2 separate regions of the Sus scrofa genome follow, and region 1 is linked to region 2. A link is a contact called in public Hi-C data. All regions are on one chromosome and are shown on one strand. The core of a region is the stretch at or near the end of the contact, and the rest is flanking DNA. Distances in the headings are between cores, read along the strand shown. Region 1 has its middle 75 kb from the start of PARD3. Region 2 overlaps PARD3 (partitioning defective 3 homolog).

Region 1 (6,355 bases), core at 3,048-5,547, 160 kb before region 2:
CGTAGTAATGAACCCGACTAGGATCCATGAGGATGTGGGGTTCAATCTCTGGCCTCGCTCATTGGGTTAATGATCCAGCGTTGCCATGGGCTATGGTGTAGGTCACAGACAAGGCCTGGATTTGGAGCGGCTGTGGTTTAGGCTGGCAGCGGCAGCTCCAATTTGACCCCTAGCCTGGGGACCTCCATATGCTGTGTGTGTGGCCCTAAAAGATGAAAGAAAGAAAGGAAGGCAAGACACATGAAAAGGGAAGCATATGGTACACTCCTTAACTCAATAGTAAATATCTACATTGCTACTATAAAGTGGACCATTAACACACAAATACATTTGGAGAAAAAAAGAGGAAAAACAGAAGTAGGTAGTTAAGTTCACAAAAAAAAAAAAAAAAAAACCCTGTTAAAACGCTGGATCTAAAGTTAATATGGAGTTGCTTGTGGCTCAGTGGGTTAAGGACCTGCTGTTGCCACTGCTATGGCTTGGGTTCAACCCCTAGCCTAGGAACTTCCACATGCTGCAGGTGTGGCCAAAAAGAAAAATAAAGTTAATGTGTACCAGACGCATTGGCTAAAATGGTCCCAGGGTTGCCAGTGGGAGTGGGGGATTAGGGTGAGGCTATTTCTCATTATAAACCCATAATCCTTTATCATCAGGGTTCTTAGTTGAGACAACAGAATCCACTTGCTCTTAAGAAGACAGGTGTTTAAGAACTAGCTGTAGCTCCAAGAATCATGGGGAGACGAGGAGAGGCTCTGGTTCCCACAATGGACTACAGGATGGCCACCAAAGGAGCCAGGGCCTCTGCTGTGACCAGGGGCCACCTAGACAACCACTGCCCTGCTGACAGCAGCAGCCTCCTGGCCACCACCTGCACAGGACGCAGGCCCCGCTCGCTGGGCTCCTGGTCAAAGATGGGGGAGGTCAAGTGACGGGCAGGAACCCCCTCCCAGGGCCCTGAGTGGTGCTGTGACCAGTCAAGGCTTAAGCACTGCTGGGAAGGTGGGTTTTCATGACGTGGAACTGTTCAAACGGATTTTATTTTTTTAAAGCAGAGTGCACATATTAGATTGATAAAAATAAAAATAAAAATAAAAAATGGCTTTGGGCTCTGGAAGTAGAGCCGGCATCTAGCCTCGTCAAGTACTTTTGTTTGATAAGATGAGTTGGCATTTTTCATGTGGCAGATGGAAAGTTATTTGAAGGCTGGTTTTTATCTTACTTCACCTTCAGAGATGCTGTGTAGCCCACAGGCTGGCTGCGGTCAAGTACAAGGTGGGCAGTGAGCCTTGTCCGGCCTTAGCGAGGAAAGATAATCGCGAAGCCAGTGCCTTCTCCCCAGTTGTGTTACGAGCTCCTGATCTCCCCACTTCCCCAGGCTCCTTAAGATCCACATCTGAAGCCTGATTATCCTAAAGCAGGTCTCTGAAATCACACTGTGTCTGGTCAGACGGCTGACTAAGCCCTGCCAGGGACGGCTGTCCATGGAGGAGGGGGATGCTGACGTGCTAAGGTGTGTACGTATAGCAGCTGGAGTTAAAAATGCAGCCAGGGAGTTCTCGCTGTGGTGCAGGGGAAATGAATCTGACTAGGAACCATGTGGTTGCGGGTTTGATCCTTGGCCTTGCTCTGTGGGTTAAGGATCTGGAGTTGCCATGAGCTGTGGTGGAGGTTGCGGACGTGGCTTGGATCCTATATTGCTGTGGCTGTGGCGTAGGCAGGCAGCAACAGCTCTGATTAGACCCCGAGCCTGGGAACCTCCACATGATGTGGGTGCAGCCCTAAAAAGACAAAAGCCAACAAAACAAAACAAAACAAAGTAAAACATTATAAATCAACAATACTTTAATAGAAAATAAAATAAAATCATTAAAAAAAATGCAGCCAGGAGTTCCTGATATGGTCAGTGGGGTTTGATCCCTAGTCTTGCTCAGTGGGTTAAGGATCCGGGGGTGTTGTCATAAGCTGTGGTGTAGGTTGCAGATCTGGTATTGCTGTGGCTGTGGTGCAGGCCGGCAGCGGCAGCTCCAATTGGACCCCTGGCCTGGGAACTTCCATACGCCGGGGGTGCGGCCCAAAAAGAAAAAAAGAAAAAAAGCCCTGCAGACAGTCTGGTCCTAAAGCTGCGGCCAGAGGCGATGGGGTGGGGGGCCTCTGTGGTGAGGGAGCCCCGAGGTGCCCAGGAGCAGGATGGGGTGGGGGGCGGCGCTCACGGCGGTCAGCGGCACGGCGAACATGGGCCTTGGGAGGCAACCGGTCACAGGCAGCCAGAGGAGTCTTCCCCTGTCGGCTTCCCCGCCACCTGGAGGTCTGATCAAGGCCACCACAGGAGCCACAGACACAGGTTCCTGAAAGCTGCAGGGCAGGGGAGGCCTTTGCAAAGCAAGTTCACATTTCATCGCCATGCTCCCCCACGCTGTGCTCAGATATCACCGACCCGCGGCACCGTCTCAGTCTTGGGTGTGCGGCGCAGTGACGTGTGTGTACACGCAGCACCAGCTGAGCACTGCGAGCAGGTTCCTTAGCGTCCGCTACCCTTTATTCACAGACTCCTGTACTGGCACGCTTGTCACTGATGCGCATGATGCTCCTTCCAGCTGACAGAACCACTGCCGGGGAGACTCGGAACATTGGGGGAAACTGCTTTTGCAGTGAAAATATTGTTGCAAATTATTTTCTCTTCTTTTCTTTCTTTTTTTTAGGGCCACACCCAAGGCCTATGGAAGCTCCCAGGCCAGGGGTCTGGCAACACCAGATCTGAGCTGCACGCGACCAATGCCACAGCTTACAGCAACGCTGGATCCTTAACCCACTAAGAGAGGCCAGGGATCCAATCCGCATCCTCACAGAGACACCATGTCAGGTTCTTGACCCGCTGAGCCACAGCAGGAACTCAAGGAAAACCATTTTCTGAAGGAAGGAGAAGGCAGCTGAAGAGACAGGGAGCGGGCTTCTGCCCACCTGTGCGGGCCCAGGGCGGGGTGGGTCCCACATGAAGCCAGGGACATGAATGCAGACCTCAGGGGCCCTGTCGCAGGCCTGGACGCACTGACACACACGGCAGAGAGAGGCCAGCTCCGGGGGACCTACCGCCACCCACCACCTGGAGAATGAGGCCGGGGCGCCGGTGGCCTCGCCCCTCACATGCTGCCCTGGGAATCGGACAGGGCCATGGCCTGACAAGGGAGCGCCCGGGGCTGGGGGAGGGGGAAGGCCCATACATGAAATCAAAACGGAGATTTTTTTCCAAGAGAGAAAGCTCTGAGAAGCGCACTAACAGGAGCCCTGGGTGTGAGGGGACATGCGCCTGTTCCCCGGATCCTGGCTTTCTCACTCTGGCTGGGCTGTGGGGTCAGGCCTTGCCCCGGGAGGCTGGCAATCACAGTTCTGAGCGTTTAAAACAACAGCAACAATGACAGAGCAGGGAGCAGTTTCTCAGGGCTGCCTGAGAGGCTGTCTCCCGGGCTTAAGTCCTAATTTCGCCCCAAATAAAACTGAACTCTCAGGGAAAAAAAAAAAAAAAGCAGCCGTGCACCCATGGGTACCTCGAGGTGCTCAAAGAGAAGGGAGTCAGCAGGCTGACCAGAGACCCTGACTGCAGGGAGAGCCGCGTGTATCAAAAGCCCTTGCATCCTCACCCCCTCATTCCACCCCTGCCCCCAGGCCGCAAAGCAAAAACGAAACAAACCCCAGCAAAACGCAAAACAAGCCAAAAACACATACACACAAGAGCAATGGCAGCTAGCTTCCAGGTAGAGGGTTGTGGAAAAAAAGCCCAAACTAGATTTTCTTTTTACTCTCTCTTTTTTTTTTTGGTCTTTTTAGGGCCACACCCTCGGCATATGGAGGTTCCCAGGCTAAGAGTTGAATCAGAGCTGCAGTCACTAGCCTACGCCACTGCCACGCCAGATCCGAGCCACATCTGCCACCTACACTGCAGCTCACAGCAACACTGGATCCTTAACCCATTGAGCAAGGCCAGGGATCAAACCTGCGTCCTCATGGATACTAGTCAGATTTGTTTCCGCTGAGCCAAAACAGGAACTCCCAAACTAGATTTTCAAGTCTGCCTGGAATTCCAGCCCTGTTTATGCTCCTTTCCAAGTGGTTAAGTCAGTGATTCCCAGCCCTGGTTTAGGACACCCCCCAGGGGTCTTTATTCCAAGGGCCATTGTACAATTCTAACAATAAAATGATTTTAAGTCCCTGTGCTTTAAAATAAGCTCACACCTTGTACAAGCTCAAAGCACAGACTTTCGGAGGGAAAGAGATTGTGAAATCAACAAACAGTCTGATTCCAAGAGGCCAGCCACAGCAATCAAAACACCGCTCTGGATCTGGATAACACCTTGCGGCTTCGAGGGCGCTTTCTGATTCCTGAGCTAGTGACTGAATGTGCGGATTCACACAAAAGCTGACTGTTCTGGCCTCCACACTGCACTGCAGGGAGGAGCACACGTGCCCTCCCTCTGGCACGAATGCATCGCCTCGTGGCTTCTCTGTGACGTGTCCATCAGCAGCTGATGGCAGGAGCACTGTCTGGGCATCGAGGCCCCAATTCATGGTCACAGAGAAGGAAGCGGAGTCTGCTCCAGGCTTGGCTCAGCCCCTGGATCAGGCTCAGCTGGCAGCTCTGGGGCAGCAGCTCGAGGAGCTGCCGGGGCCAGAGGCGGGTGCCCCACTCTAGAACTTTCCCTGGCTGACAAGGGAAGTTTACAAGGGGAAAGGGAGGTATTAAACCCCACGTGATCAATGTCTTTGTCAAGGACATAACTGCCAAGGATGTCTTCTTGGTGGTCGTCCGTCTGGATGTGTCTTCCGTGTGCCGTGTCCCTGGAGTCTGGGGAGGCCTGGGCCTGGAGGAGATGGTAGGTGGGACCTGAGACAATGGCCGGGGGAGAGAGGCCCGCTCTGTGGGGTCAGTGCTCCTGAGCTTCGCTTCAAGGTGGGCAGAGTGGCCCTCCACATGCCTTGGACTCAGCCAACAGTGACGTCTGCCATTTTTCCAGATCTGGGAGTGGAGCCTCAGGCCATCAGGTACGAAGGCCACCATCCCCAGAGCCACTGCCCTGACTGCTGGTAACGCTGGTGCCTGTTTGGCTATTTCCTGGAACTAACAAGGCGCTTGGGGATTCAAAGAGCAATTTCCTTTTTCTAGGTTCTGCCCCGCCAAGTGCTTCCCGGCAGTCCAAGTAAGTTGCTAATAGAAAGTTCCGATAGGACGTAACAGCTTACAAAGTGTCTGAACAAATGACAATGCACCTCTGCACACAGTCCATGAGGCACAATCCTGCTGTCCCCTGAGGATGCTCACTGCGGGGGCAGGCGTGCAGGGCTTTAGTTGCTCCAGGCGGCAGGGAGCGGGTATTCGTTTTCCTATTTTGCAGATGAGGGAATGTGAGGTCAGCTGAGCTAAGAGTTCATAAGCAGCAAGGCCCAGCCTGGAATCTGGGTCTATTTCATCCAGGGCTCACACCCCTGCCAGCCTCGGTGGAATTCCTAGAACTGAGTTGTGTTCAGAGAAACAAGGGCCTGCATAGGACGGGTGCCTGCATCCATAACGGGTGGATGTTTATTTTAAAATGACAAACACCATGGAAACTGGACAACAAAGAGCAATTTTCTTCTCTTTTTATGACTGCACCTGTGGCACATGCAAGTTCCCAGGCTAAGAGTTGAATTGGAGCTGCAGCTGAGGCCTACACCACAGCCACAGCTATGCCTGATCCCAGCCACATCTGTGACCTATGCCACAGCTTATGGCAACGCCAGATTCTCAACCCACTGAGCAAGGCCAGGGATAGAACCCACACCCTCAAGGACACTATGTCACGTTCTTAACCCACTGAGCCACAATAGGAACTCCCAAATTTGGTTTTAAAGAAAATAAGTACAAGACCAAAACTGAGAGAAACAGTATGTGTTATAGAAACACAATCTGAAGACGTTCAGAAGACCTTCCACTTAGTCAAGCAAAGTTTCTTCCTCTCCTCCTGCCTCTGGCCTCACCCTGCTCAGGGCTGGCCCACCTGTTCACTACCCCCTGCAGAGCTGACGTGGGCGCCTCCTTGTGGTTTTGATGCCTAGTGGGCAGGATGGCTGTGGGCTTCTCATGGGAGAGGAAGAACTCACTGAAAAAATAGTCAAGGGCAGAGAAGTGACTCAAAAGCTGCTAAGACCAGCCAGAGAGAGAGGATACAAATAACGGGGCTTAGGTATCTGTCTCCAGAAATCTAGTCTAATAGGTACACTGAATGTTTTAAAGAATGAGCTGAAGCTGGAAACATAAAAATGCACATGACAGGAGTTCCCATCGTGGCACAGTGGTTAACGAATCCGACTAGGAACCATGAGGTTG
Region 2 (6,354 bases), core at 1,728-4,227:
CAACACAGTATCTAAAATTTTTGTCTTGTGTCTGTTTTGCTTTTAAAGTGTCCACATATTTCTTATGTACAGATAGAGTGAATCTTCTCTGATGGGAATTTGACCCATCTTTAGGTATGGAAGCATGTTGTCCTAAGTCATAAATTACCAGATTAGGAATTCACTATTTTGCACTTCATTCTTTATGACTTTCAAAAACATGTGGTTTGCTTGCATACTCTTTTTTTTTTTTTTTTTTTGGTCTTTTTGCCTTTTCTAGGGCCGCACCTGTGGCATATGGAGGTTCCCAGGCTAGGGGTTGAATCAGAGCTGTAGCCACCAGCCTACACCACAGTCACAGCAAGGTGGGATCTGAGCTGCGTCTGCAACCTACACCACAGGTCATGGCAACGCTGGATCCTTAGCCCATTGAGCAAGGCCAGGGATCGAACCTGCAACCCCATGGTTCCTAGTCAGATTCGTTAACCACTGCGCCACGACGGGAACTCCTGCTTACATACTCTTTATGCCTTTTTTTTTCTGAATAAGTGATGGTTTCACTGTTTATGGGTTCATTTTGTCAGTGGGAAATAAGTGGAAAACTGATGGATTTCATGTTTACAGAAGCATAATTTACTCTTTTTATTGGATTGTAGTTAGCTTGATATTAGGGATTTTGAGAAATAAAATTTAAGTTTGATCTGCTTACCAGACAGATATCTGATAAAAGTTCTGATCATGCTGCCTTTTTTTTTTTCTTTTAAATTGGATATCTTTTTTTTTTTTTCTTCTTCTTCTTCTTCTTTTTTTTTTTTTTAGGGCCACACCCATGGCATATGGAAGTTTCGAGGCTAGGGGTCTAATCGGAGCTACAGCTGCTGGCCTACACCACAGCCCCAGCAACACTGGATCGGAGCTGCATCTTCGACCCACACCACAGCTCATGGGAATGCCAGATCCTTAACCCACTGATCGAGGCCAGGGATCGAAGCTGCATCCTCATGGATCGTAGTCGGTTCATTAACTGCTGAGCCGCAGTGGGAAGTCTGGCTACCTTTTCTTACTAGTGACAGCGTGTAGATATGCTTACACTGAAATCTTAGAGAACTTGTAGTAAAGAAATTGTTTTTCCTCCTCACATTTTGTCTTACAGAAAAAGACCCCTCTGAGGAGTGCCTGTAATGGGACTTTTCAGTACTTGTAGTAGGTGGTAGAGATGCTGGTAAATAAAGTTGAGCTGCCACGCGCGGTCAGGAAATCACTGGTTAGTCGTGACTTGGTTTGAGCTTTCACACATGATTAATGGTGTTATCTTTGGATTTTGGTATAAAGTCCAAGGAAGAGGGAAGCAAGTGTTTCACTGCCCTAGGGAGGCCCTTAGGTGTGCAGTGGACAGAGAGAAACTCCTCATTTCCTTTTCCTGGTCTGATCCCCGCCTGCTCCTTTCCGGCTGTGTCACCTCCCTTCCTCCAGAGGGCAGGAGAGAGGGGGATCTGAAGGGCGGGTGGGCAGTGGGGGAAGAGGCCGGGGACCCGGGTCTTTCGGAGGGCCTCCTGGGGGCCTGAGTCGGCTCGGTGCTGAAAGCTGAGGGATCTCTCAGGGGCTGACCCTCACCGATGGGGCTGAGAGCTGCCTGTCCCTGTATCCAGGGCTGCAGGTTTGTGTAAGACACACACAGATATTATGGTCTAAGATGGGCATTTTATATGCATTTTAAAGATGAAACCAAGATACTTCTTCAGAGCTGTAGCCACTGGCCTTCACCACAGCTCACGGCAACACTGGATCCTTCACCCACTGAGCAAGGCCAGGGATCGAACCTGCAACCTCATGGTTCCTCGTCGGATTCATTAACCACTGAGCCACAATGGGAACTCAAAACCAAGATACTTCTAAAGAGGCTTGGAAGCGCTTTGCGCTGGGGGAGGGCAGAAATCAGGCTGTCTGCATCTCAGACCTTCCTCCACAGGAAGCAGGGTGGACTCCATGTTAATGTTATCAGTGACTATTCGGTGCTTTGCTGTTTTCATAAGCTCGAAAGTCACAGGGATGGTGTGCGATGTTTCCTCTGATAGCTCCTGGGACATGGAACACTTTCCTCCTGGCTCTTTTTCAAGGAAAGATTAATTGCTGGGATCAATTTCACAAAAAGCTATTCTTTTTGAGATTCAGTCTTGTAAAAGTCTTCCTATTCCTTTTACTTTTTTTTTTTTTTTTTTTTTTTTTTTTTTGTCTTTTGTCTTTTGTCTTTTTGGGGCCACACTTGAGGCATATGGAGGTTCCTAGGTTGAATCGGAGCTACAGCTGCTGGCCTACACCACAGCCACAGCAACGGGGGAACCACATCTGTGACCTACACCACAGCTCAGGGCAATGCTGGTTCTTTAACTCACTGAGTGAGGGCAGGAATCGAACCTGCATCCTCATGGATACTAGTCGGGTTCATTACCACTGAGCCACGATGGGAACTCTCTTCCTTTTATTCTTACCCTATCAATTCTGAGCAGCTGGGAACCCTGAGCCTGGGCTTATTTCCCATTATGCCTGTCTCCTTGAATTTGGTTGGCTTGCTTCTTTGCTCGCCTCTTGTAAATATTTGCGAATTCATTACAGTATTTACTTTTCCTGTGGTTTAAGTTTAGACAAAAGATTTTGGCAAAAGGTGTGTAGCGTGCTGGAGAAACATTAAACTAGTAGCTGGGAGTTGGAAATTTTTAGATTTTACCAGTTAACATTTAATTTTCTGTTGTTATTCATGACCTCCAAATTCTTTGCCTTCACTGAAAGCTCAGTGGTTTCAGTGGCAAATAAAAGTTGTTTTATCTTCCTTGATGGCCTAAAAAGTGTTCTTTTTAGGAAGCACCTTAATTTGTAGGACATAGAGGGTTTTTGTGTTGCTTCTAAACAAATTTGGTTCAGTGGTTCAGACAATGTGATATCCACTCGCTGGTCAGCATGAGCAGAACGGTGAGAACTGTCATTGTCAGCGGTTAGTGCAAAGGACTACAGTAAAAGAACAGCCCTCCAGGTAGGAGCTGAGTGCAATTTATCTCAGGCTAGAAGAATACATTTTCTTTGCAACAGCCTCAAACTCAGACCTGCTCTGTAGAAGAGGTCTTTCAAGAAGATGATCACCCATGATCCCCCCCCCTTTTTTTGGGCCACACCTGGGGCTAGAGGTCACATTGGAACTACAGGTGCTGGCCTGCACCACAGCCCCAGCAATGCTGGATCTGAGCTGCATCTGCAACTTACACCACAGCCTGTGCCAATGCTGCATCCTTAACCCACTGAGCGGGGCCAGGGATTGAACCCGCATCCTCATAGATACTAGTAGGATTTGTTTCTGTCGCGCCACAACAGGAACTCCCATAATTTTGTTCTTTGACATTTTCCTGAATGAGAAAAGAAAAAAAGGCACAGAGAGATTAAAGACATAGCTCAAAGCCTCTTTTAGGGATGTTGATAATGATGACTTCATCATGTATTCGTTCATGGAGATACAGATATCTTCATGATACAGAGACCCTTCCCATGGAAATTTGTAGCTGTAACATTCTGGAATTTGGGGAGCAAAGCTGGGTAACTTAGAGTGAGAGAGCTGGGTGGCTGGGTCAGAGTGTGGGCTGCTGCCCCTCTCCCATTGCTTTTGGCATTATGTCATTTCCTTTTAATTTTGAGATGATCAAATAAGCATACCTGTGAAACTCAAGGCTGGGTTTATTACAGGTGAGTTTTGAGGCCAGGGGGTTACTGTGTCTTACTTAGCCTTCTCTCTGAGAATCCACCAGGGAAATTTCTTCCTGGTGATACCTACAGCCGTAGTTCTCTTAAGAGCGTGTGTCAGTAACAGGGGTTGCCTTCTAGCCCAGGCTACTAGAATCCTCACAGCCAATCTGGAGACTTAATGGAGTGCATTCTGAATATGGCTCTGGGCTGCGTCTTAGTTTTCTAGGTTTAATCACTATATTCTTGATTTCAGATTGTTAAAAAGTAATCCTGCTGCATTATGCAAATTTTTAAAAAAATTTGCTTTTTAGGGCCGAACCCGGGGCACACGGAGGTTTCCAGGCTAGGGGTCTAATTGGAGCTGCAGCTGCCAGCCTACACCACAGCCACAGCAACTTGGGATCCGAGCCGCGTCTGTGACCTACACCACAGCTCACGGCAACGCCAATGCCGGATTCTTAATCCACTGAGTGAGGCCAATCCTAATTCTTGAAAGAGTTTATGTAAAATTGGCATGAATTCTTCCTTAAATGTTTGTGAGAGAATTCACCAATGAAGCCCTCTGAGTGTGGACTTATCTTTCTGGGAAGGTTTCAAATTATGAATTTATGTTTTGAAAGAGGGATGTTCAAATTTTCGGTATTTTTTGATATCAGTTTTGGTAATTTGTGTCTTTCAAGGAATTGGTCATTTCATCTAAGTTGTCAAATTTATCAGCATAAAGTTGCTCCTAATAGTCTATTATTAGCTTTTTAATATCTGTATGATTTGTAGTGATGACCCTTTTGCATCCCTGGTATTTTACTTTATGATTTCTCTTTTTCTTTGATTAATATAAATAGGGATTTGTCAGTTTTATTAATTTTTCAAGGACTCAACTTTTGGTATGGTTGATATTCTCTATTTGTCCATGTTCTATTTCATTGCTGCATCATTTAGCTTTATTATTGTCTTTTTTCTTACGTTGGTTTAATTTGCTTGTCTTTTTTTTTTTCCTACGCTTATTAAGGCACAAACTTAGATAATTGCTTTTAGACCTTTTTTCTTTTTTTAACATAAGCATGTAGAGCTATAAATTCCCCATCGAGCATTAGCTGCTATCCACAAAATTGTGATATGTTTGATTTTTATTATCACTCAGTTCAAAACCTAATTTCCCTTGTGAGTTTTTTTTAGCCTTGAGTTATTTAGAAGCATGTTCCTTAATTTTAAAGTGTCCAAAAATTTGGAGATTTTCCAAATATCTTTATTATTGATTTATAATTTATTTCTGTGCCTAGGGGACAGACACTATATTATTTCTGTACTTTGAAATTTACTGAGACTTGTTTTATGACTCAGCCTGTGGCTGAATTTTGGGTGACTGTTCCCCATGTACTTGAAACCCTTTTTGCTTCTTATTTTATCTAGAAGAGGAAAGACAAGTTGGATTGAGAACAAAACAGCATCTCTTTCCAGGCTGAGGTGTGGGAGTGATACAGGCTGTTGTGTTCACAATGACTTTCTTGGTGTATTTCCTGTGGGAGGGGATGGGGGGGTCCCCTCCCTGTAGGATTGACCACAAAGCTACAGTAATGAAACAGGAGGCAATTTAGTGTATGAAAGGAAGATTGCTTAATTGGTTTCTTCCTCAAATTGCAAATTCACTCTCATTCTTTGGTCAACTCAAAAAATGACAGAAATATGATTTGTTTTACTGAAATTCCATTTTTCAGTGGTAGGACTTTTACATAATATTGTACAGTTCTTCCTCAGTATCCATGGGGGCTTGATTCCAGGACCCCTTAAACACCAAGGTACCAAGATCTGTGGATGCTCAAATCCTTTATATAAAGTGGCATAGTATTTGCATATAACCTGCCACATCCTACTGTCCACTTTAAATCATCTCTAGATAACTTATAACACCTAATACAATGTAAGTGCGATGTAAATAGTTGTAAATGAAATGTAAATGATATGTAAATAGTTGTAAATACAATGTAAATGCCATGCAAAATATGCTGGCATGTGGCAAATTCAAATGTTGCTTTTTGGAAATTTCTGGAACATTTTTTCCAAGTATTTTTCATCCACGCAATTGTTGGAATCCTTAGATGCAGAAACCGTGGATACGGAAGGCCGACTGTACATATTCCAAGGGTGATATTTTCATAGGTGGATGAACTGAGACTGGTTTGTTGTGAAATGACAGCGTTTATCCCCTCTGCATTTCCTAGTAAAATAAGTACTGAAATGTAATGTCTTGAGCCTTTTAAATCTTAATTTACAAATCTGTAGCTGGAGTGAGGCAGGTAGAATGAAAGACCCTGGGATAGTCAGGACAAAAATTATATCATCACCTTCTCTTATAGAATTTAAAGCAACAAGGGACTCTGTCAAATAATACAACCACTTGGCAACATATATTAAATTTGTTTTTCTAGGAATATTGATCTGATTGAATTGCACTAATTCCTAAACGTTGGATTTTTTTTTTTTTTGTTTGTTTTGTTTTGTTTTGGTCTTTTTGTCTTTCTCAGGGCTTCACCCGCTGCACATGGAGGTTCCCAGGCTAGGGGTATAATCAGAGCTACAGCTGCGGGCCTACACCACAGCCACAGCAACAAGGGATCCGAGCCACGACTGCGACCCACACCACAGCTC

What was found. A called contact is a pair of places that touch in the nucleus more often than the background predicts.
Region 1: a Hi-C map of liver shows a contact between it and region 2, with 1.9 times the contacts expected there. The contact joins two enhancer-like sites. A contact is called at or near these places in 3 of 47 Hi-C or Micro-C datasets (embryonic fibroblasts and liver).

What each region holds. Positions count from the first base shown.
Region 1 is chr10:57,672,758-57,679,112 of Sscrofa11.1, reverse strand. No RefSeq gene overlaps it. Among named protein-coding and RNA genes, the nearest start is that of PARD3, 75 kb to the right of the region's middle. Within about 2 kb of position 4,297, at least 4 of the 83 cell types and tissues checked have an H3K27ac peak or open chromatin away from gene starts, as enhancers often do. A contact at or near this core is called in liver, where this site is marked.
Region 2 is chr10:57,509,779-57,516,132 of Sscrofa11.1, reverse strand. All of the region lies in intron 1 of PARD3 (partitioning defective 3 homolog), which reads left to right. Among named protein-coding and RNA genes, the nearest start is that of PARD3, 88 kb to the left of the region's middle. Within about 2 kb of position 2,977, at least 7 of the 83 cell types and tissues checked have an H3K27ac peak or open chromatin away from gene starts, as enhancers often do. A contact at or near this core is called in liver, where this site is marked.